2 separate regions of the Rattus norvegicus genome follow, and region 2 is linked to region 1. The links are chromatin contacts, called in public Hi-C maps. All regions are on one chromosome and are shown on one strand. The core of a region is the stretch at or near the end of the contact, and the rest is flanking DNA. Distances in the headings are between cores, read along the strand shown. Region 1 holds the start of Armcx3 (armadillo repeat containing, X-linked 3). Region 2 has its middle 37 kb from the start of Armcx2.

Region 1 (3,833 bases), core at 684-3,183:
TGTTGTCTTGAGTGCTGCACTGTCTACCCCATATTTTGTCTATAAACCAGGAGCAGATGCTCTGTCAATGACAGACTCTCACTCCAAGACACACATATAAATCAAGATCCGAATGTTCAAATTCACTAGTCTTTGTAATCTCTCCCTGTGAAATAGGCTACAGTGAATGTTATGTTTCAACAGGAGTAACAACTGAATAACTTTCCTTGAGAAATACAAGTGTCACGGAGTAGAAGGGGTTTTTGCCTGTCTTACCTGTCCATTCTCTTCTTGCAGACCAGCCACTGCTTGGGAAGTCACAACTTCCAAAGATTGCTTCATGAACCTAGACTCAGAACAAAGACATTAGTTTATCTTAAGAAGTGACTTTTAGCTGAGGAAGTCTGAAGTGTTCTCATACATTACAGGGATGAATTTGCTAAGGATGAAATGTTCTTAGCCAGAATCTCCTCTCTTCTAGCCAGTGCTTGGGTCAGAACTATCACCTCTTTCCTCTCATGCCCTATGTTGATTGTGAATAAGTATTTGTTGTACCTGTTCTGGAAATACAGAGACAGATAGTCGATTCGGTTCCATTTATTTTACTAAGTTCAAAATCATGTTTCAATTCTGCTTTTTAGAAGCTATACTGACATAAAATTTCCTGGAGATTAGCTAACTCCTCGACTCTCGGAACTATTGATGTGCTCCCATGTTTTTCCTGGGATTTTGAAAGTTCCACTCGGATACCAACCTTGATCGAAACTGAGAGGAAATTTCTCACCGAAGAGCTCACGTTTTGGAAAGCTGCTTTACACTTTGTATTACGTTATTTGTTCTTGTACTATGTGTTAAGTTAACCTTATGCCAGTGTCGGAAAGCAAAGGCGGCTAACTTAAACACGGAGAGAATGTAGTTACTTTATTCCTTTTTCTATTTTCGAAAGTTAGAATTGCAAGTGAATTCTTGTGCTCATCAAGGTAATGGGTGAGATGGTTTCCAACTAATTGCTAGATGCCAAGTTCAGTCAGGTTTGCCTTGGTCTTTGCACCCCTGTAATACTATTTCACTTGCAGATGCTGGTCTCTATCTGTACCCCAGTATTTTTCATACTGGTCTTGGCATATCACTCGTGTATCAGCATGTGTACCCCTGAATCTTTTCTGTTATTGGCTTTGGAAAGCCCAAGTCTTCTCCTGGTTAACTTGTGCCTTTCAGTGCTTGTGGCTTAGTCAGAAGGGTTACATACTCTTGGCTGGCTGATTAGTTCATTCAGGAGGTGCTATGTTCATTCAGCGGTGTTATGGGATAGGCCCCAGAAGACATTAACATTCCTATAAGGAAAGTGGATAACACTTTCCAACAAGTGAGAAACGTGGGACTTTTTAGAGATATTTCCCCGGATGGAAATATCGTTATTGTATTGTCTTCTTCAGAAATGCAAGCTGTGAGTAGGGTAAGCCAAGGCAAAAATAACAACAACGACAACAAAAGTATTACAAAAGAAAAACGATACACTCTCCTTCCAGGTTTACTTTTGTGCTGACTTACTCATTTCAGGTTTAGGACTATATTTCAGAGGGAATGGTAGAAATTCATAGCTGGGAGGAGGGGAGGTAGAGGGAGAAGCTGCTATCCCAAGAGTCTAGGGAAGAAGGAGTCAATTAAAAAAAAGTACAAGTGACCCATAGCCCCAGGGGAGGATGCTGTCCTGTTTTGGTAATTGGAGGAAGGGAAGCACGACTAGAGGAAGATGGAATTAACCGCAAAGAAGAAAGAGTAACAAGGCCTAGTATGGGGGAGGGAAAAGAGGGGGGCGGGTCCTCTTCTGCCGCACTGCTGGTGGGAGGGGAAAGTGGGGATCCGAGTTGGTGGATTACGTCGCTCTCACGTGACCAAGAGCTGACGTGTGCAGAAGTCCTTCTTGTCCAGGTCGTTGTTCCCGTCTGAGTACCAGCTCCCTATTACCCTGAGGGCGGGCGGGCCTGCGGCCGAGGAAAGAAGGAGGCGGAAAAGGAATTGTCCCGGATCCCTGCAGGTCAGTGCCTGGGATATTCCATAAAGTGGGGGTGGTGGAGGGTAGAGGGCGGAGGCCGTCGCAGGTCCGGAGCCGCCGCCGTCGTCTCTCTCACTTGCTGCCCTCTTTCCAAGATATACGTCCCGCCTGCAGCCCATTTCGATGCTGCAAAACAGTGAGTAGAGGGGTGTTAGGGCAGGCATCCAGAAATCCAGAGATGGGAATCTGCTGTGAGCTGAGGCCGGCAATCCGGAAAGGGAGCTGTGGCCTGGGTGTTGGCCCCTGGTCCGTCAGGACTGTGCCAGAGGGGGAAAACTGGACATGGGGTCCTGCATGGTGGGGTACAATGTGATGTGTCAGCCGAACCCTGACCTAGCTCTCGGGCGGGAAAGCTTTAACAACCAGGCCTCCGAATTAGGAAAGAGTTTCGTTCTCTGGGGACTGGTCCGTCCACTAAGCACTCAGTAGCGGCTGTTTCCCGTCTTTCTGCCTGTGGCTGTGTCTTCCTTACCATGGCTCTGTGGCTAGTGGGTCCAAGCCTCTCCCGGGTGGCCAGTCTTTCCGTAGGTTGCGGTACAACGCCAGGCAAGAGAAGAGGAAGGAAATTAACCAGATCGGTGAAGGTCGAGTTGAGGGTAAGACCATCTGGGGACCCTAGGAGCAGCGGGGGCTAGAAAAGGGGGGAATACCAGAAAAGGTAATCTAGGTTTAGACTTGAGTCTAAATGTGTTTCTCACACTCCCCGAACTGTGGAGAAATGGCGTTCTCTCTCTCTCTCTCTCTCTCTCTCTCTCTCTCTCTCTCTCTCTCTCTCCCTCTCCCTCTCCCTCTCCCTCTCCCTCTCCCTCTCCCTCTCCCTCTCCCTCTCCCTCTCCCTCTCCCTCTCCCTCCCTCCCTCCCTCCCTCCCTCCCTGCCTGCCTCCCTCCCTGCTCCCTGTCTCTCTCTGTCTCTGGGTGTATGAGTGTGCTCCTGGGGGTGGGGGCGGGGGGCAGGGTGACAGAAGGAAAACCTATCAGATAGTTTCTTCATAATCCTTCTCTCTCAACAGCACTTAGTGCCCTTGTTTTCCATCTGTCACCCTGCAGGTCTGCTGTAGCAGGTGGCACTGCTTGAAGCAAGGGAGGAACTTTCCCCGGCGCAGTGGAGGTCGGTGTGGGCGTGGGGGGCAGCCTGGAATGGGGGAGGGGTTAGAAATCAGCTTGGGTTTGGCCAGGCTCACTCAATCCTACTTTGTTTCCTTGCGTCCTTGCGTCCACCCATTTCAGACTAGGGAGGGGGCATAGCATGTTTGTGTTTTGGATGGCACAGTGAGGTTTAACCAAAATCTGACAACCTGGATGGTAAATTAGGAAAGCATCAAATATACACTGGATGCGTCAAAGCCTCGTTTTTTTTTTTTTTGTTTTTTGTTTTTTTTTTGTTTGTTTGTTTTTCTTCACTGCTGCTGGTATCTCTGCAGATCAGAAAGATTGCTGGGTGTGGCATAAGTCACAGGAAAGGAAGAAGGGGCAAGCCGCTGCTTTAAGGAGGTCAGTGCAAGAGTGCTTATCCTATGGGGTATCACGGGAGCATGTGACAGTGGGAGCCCAGAAATACTTGTGGACGCCATTGCCTTTATGCTTAGGGGCAAGAGTGAACTGGGGGTGGGGAGGGGGGAGAGGAATGTAGGGGGGGAGAGTAAAATGAGGGACTTAGAGGTTTTTGTCAACAACCTATATTCCCTATCCAGCATTCGATTACTACTTTATTGCCCCACTTAGCAATTGTCTGCATGGAGCAGCACAAAGAAAAAGCCAAACCTTCTTCTCTTCCATTTCTAGGTTTACCTCTGAAACC
Region 2 (3,833 bases), core at 975-3,474, 85 kb after region 1:
GGGTATATATATATGCGTGCACAAGAATGGGGGGATCAAGGAGGAAGGACAGGGTAAGGGACAAAGGGTTGTTGGAGTGACAGTTAACATTAAGGAATGTTTGAGGGGTAGTACAGAAACCTAATACAGTAGAGATTTCCTAAAATATAAACAATATGTATCAAGGCATTTTAAATGAAATCACCAGATAATAGGAGAGACAGAATCCCAACTGGCCATCTCTTGTCACAAAACAAAGCTACTAGTACCAGGATTGGGTTATGTCCAATTGAGTTTTGGGCTAAAGCAGCCTCATAGGAATCCCCAAACAACCCAGGCTATTACCAAGACCACAGGGTACTCTGCAAATGAAAGCAAGACCCTATTGCAGAAGACAATACCTACACAGCTCATTAAGCAAGATGTCACACTGGTGCCAACTACATAGAACCTTCACCCCTACATACTAGTCATCTTTGATACAGAAAGGTACTCTGAATGCTATCTAAAGAGAAGTGTAAACACCAAACCCTTTATCTTCAATGCTGTCCTGCCTGCAATATATGCTATGGTAATGGTGGCACAAAGCTTGTGGGAGCAGCAAAGAACTCATTTGACTTAATGCCTACACCATGAGACATAACCCATTCCCTACACTTCTTAGCTGACCAAGAGCTACAGATTAGATAGTCCAGAGACCAAAGGTAAAACCAAATAATATGATTTCAGAAAAGGAATCTTCAGATACTCTCTATTTTTTTTAAATTAGTCCTCTCACAGAACAAAGTTTATTAAACAGGTTTTGATTATATTCAGCTGCCTTACCCCATCTCCTCCCAGATCCACTGCTCCCTCCCATTCCTCCCAACTTTGTGCCCTTTAAAAACAAAACCTTTAAGACCAAGTTGTTCAGTCCAAATGATTTGTGGGTGTGTGGTCTTCCACTAGAGCATAGTGAGCTTCCTGAGGGCTCCACTCATAGAGCAAGCTGACTCTTCCTCTCCCAGAAGCTAACTACCAATTGTTCTACAGTTAGGGATGGGACTATGTGCTCTCTCCACTGTCCATGCTGGGGTTTGGCCTGGGGTGGCCTTGCATAGGTCTGATGATTGCTGCCAATTCATATATACAACTGCCCTACTGTGGCATGCTGCATATTTTTATATTGTTTTATATTGTTTTTTTAACTGTTTTTGCTAATGATGTTTGAGTTTATATTCAAGGAAACTGCTAATCTTAAATATCACCCTATTTTGGTCTCGTCTACGTAGGATTTTGGTATCAGGATAAAAAGCTAACCTCATGAAATCAGTATTTTCTCCTCGATTGCTTTCTAGAATTCATAGTAATTATTCTTTGAAGATTTGGCAGAATCAATTTTGCAATTTCCTGTATAAATTAGTGTGAGTTATTCTACTTTCATTTTTAATGATTTTCATTTATGTCTCTATCACGGAAATGTCTTCTTCGATTTTTTTTCATGTCCTTAAAATGTGTGTTTACTCGTGATTTCACAGCTGCTCCTAAACTTAGTATATTTTGATTAGTGGAGCTTTCAGTGTGGCACTTTCTGAAAGCTATTGAGGACATTATATCCATAATTTTATGCCCTGTGAGAGGACCTACAGGGAAAGGCAAAACTGTCTGTTCTTTTGAGAAGCCACAGGGCTCAGGCGTTCAGTGAGGGCAACTACTGTAAAACCCAGAAATGGCAGACATGGAGCACGGCAGCCAAGTATACATGGCAATATGAACTTGCCACAGGATGCTTCCTTCTTCCTTTATCCTGCTCTATTCCAACGCAAGAGCGTTTGCTTAGTTGTTCGCAGTGCATTGTTGGGGAAAATTCCCTTTAAAAATTAGCGATTATCCAAATTGTACTTTACTATTGTTTTCCATTACAAACGTAAGCCTGGATGTTAAAATTCAACAATATAGGCATTTACTGTTTAACATTCCACTTTTACACTTTTCATTTCCTTGTTCTTCTTTCTCTTCTTTATTCTATATGTTCTTTGGTTCCAGCTTTTTGTTGACATCACCTGTGGTTCCTTTTATTTACTTGAGATCTCCATGCCTTTCCATAAGCATTTTAAAAAAGTAAGGCGGCTGTGTTAAAAAAAAATCCGTGCATATATTGTGTAAATTCCTGGCTAATTATCACTTACTGCATGACTTGAAGCACTACCCACCCTCCCTTCCTCATTCAAAGGTCCCTATCCAGAATGACTCAGCTCTTCAGACATCTTAGAGCCTCTGGTGAAACCAAGCCAGGCCTCACTAACTTAAACACATCACAATTGTCCTTTCTAAGGTTCAGGGATCTTTGTGGAAGAAGGGTTCAAAAAATTGATGCTGAGAACATCAAGGAAACAGTGTTTTCTAAACACAGTAGGGTTTGTGCATAGCGATTGTGACAGCATGAACAAGCTCTGGTCAGCCAAAGCCCCATAGAGAGGGGAAGACAGGCAAGAAATCCCACCACTAGCTGAAGAAACTATATATTCTCAATACCTATTGGCTTATAATTTGGGGTGGAATATTACTTTGGGGACCACCACTGTGAAATGCTTTGGGCAGTGAACTTGGCAGAAGAAATGTTGTCTAACTTTGCTCCTTAGCCCAGTAGCTGGTGGGGAAGAATGAGGATGGGGAGCTTTGAATGGCCAGCCATCTGCTCCAGACATTCCTTTGTTACATTCCTTTGTTACTTTACTTCCTAGTTAAAGGAGTTAGTACACTTCTGTTCCACAAACATGCCTCAGGCTTTTGTGTTAGTTTCTGCTCTTCTGATAGTTAAACCCCTAATGACAGCAAACAGGAAGTGACTCAGCGTGTAGACTCTGCAGCTGGACGTCTTGCTCTGTTCTCAGTAGGCTGTGTGCTGTCAGGTAACCTTTTAGAAAAATCAATGAAATAGTTGTTGATTATGGCAATTTATACCTCAGTGGGTTTCTGTGAGTATAACCTAAGACAATGTAGGGAGAACATGTTAAACAGTGTTTCTCATACAGTCCCATGCAAATACAGTTGGAATGTAGTGATTATATAGAAGGTATCTGTTGACTTAGATGTGACAGAGGTCTCTAAAAGTCACACAGCTGTGGCTTACTGCACTATGAAAATGTCAGACAACTATTCCCTGTACAAGAGGAGACTCACTGGGAACTCTGGAAAACAAAACAAAACAAACAAAACCAAAAGAACAAAAGATAAAGGTTTTAGAAATTATTAAATTATGTGGTGTCTCCAGGCAATATCCTGTCCCCGCCAGGCGGGGACCCAGTTATTCAGGGTCCCAAAGGGGCGCTACCCTTGGGCCTAAATGGGGGGCGAGAGAAGGAGACCAAGCAAGATTCTGTTGTCAAGGTCTCGTTTATTGGAGTGAACGTTACAACTTTTAAGGCTTTCAGGTAGGGGGAGTGTCCTTTGTGAAACACAGAGGAGGGGGAATTGAAGATATAGACAGTGATACTGAAAGAGCGTATCCCTAAACGGGGAGCCGCGTCTCTCGCTCCGATCGTAGGGTGGGGTACCCCCAGGAATCACGAGGAGCCATTCTTGATGTATAAGCACGAGGTAGCTTTATTAACGAGATCCCAGGTCTTAGCGGGATCCCGGGTCAACACGTATCTCACACAGGAGACAGAGGAATCGACCCCGAGCTTCCAAACTCGGGGGTTTATATAGGGGAGGTAAGGGGCATTCGCGAGGTTACACATGATTGGTCAATTCAAATGGTGCACAGTTACTTTCGGTGCGAAATTACATCAGCAAGGAGTACGTGCTCTCTAGCAGCTCGGCAGGCAGGTAGGGTGACTCATCTCACTCAGGGGGGTGAAGGAAGGGGAGGG

The links. A called contact is a pair of places that touch in the nucleus more often than the background predicts.
Region 2: a contact with region 1 is called in a Hi-C map of the A7r5 cell line, with 1.7 times the contacts expected there. The contact joins the enhancer-like site here to the promoter of Armcx3 in region 1. A contact is called at or near these places in 4 of 12 Hi-C or Micro-C datasets (the A7r5 cell line, the Rat2 cell line, mammary epithelial cells and 1 more).

What each region holds. Positions count from the first base shown.
Region 1 is chrX:102,228,531-102,232,363 of GRCr8, forward strand. It overlaps Armcx3 (armadillo repeat containing, X-linked 3), which reads left to right and starts at 1,934. Exons shown (of 5, transcript NM_001014273.1): 1 at 1,934-2,017; 2 at 2,553-2,631; 3 at 3,083-3,143; 4 at 3,457-3,526; 5 at 3,818-3,833. It also overlaps a transcript of Armcx6 not described here.
Region 2 is chrX:102,313,462-102,317,294 of GRCr8, forward strand. No RefSeq gene overlaps it. Among named protein-coding and RNA genes, the nearest start is that of Armcx2, 37 kb to the left of the region's middle. Within about 2 kb of position 2,225, at least 6 of the 93 cell types and tissues checked have an H3K27ac peak or open chromatin away from gene starts, as enhancers often do. A contact at or near this core is called in the A7r5 cell line, where this site is marked.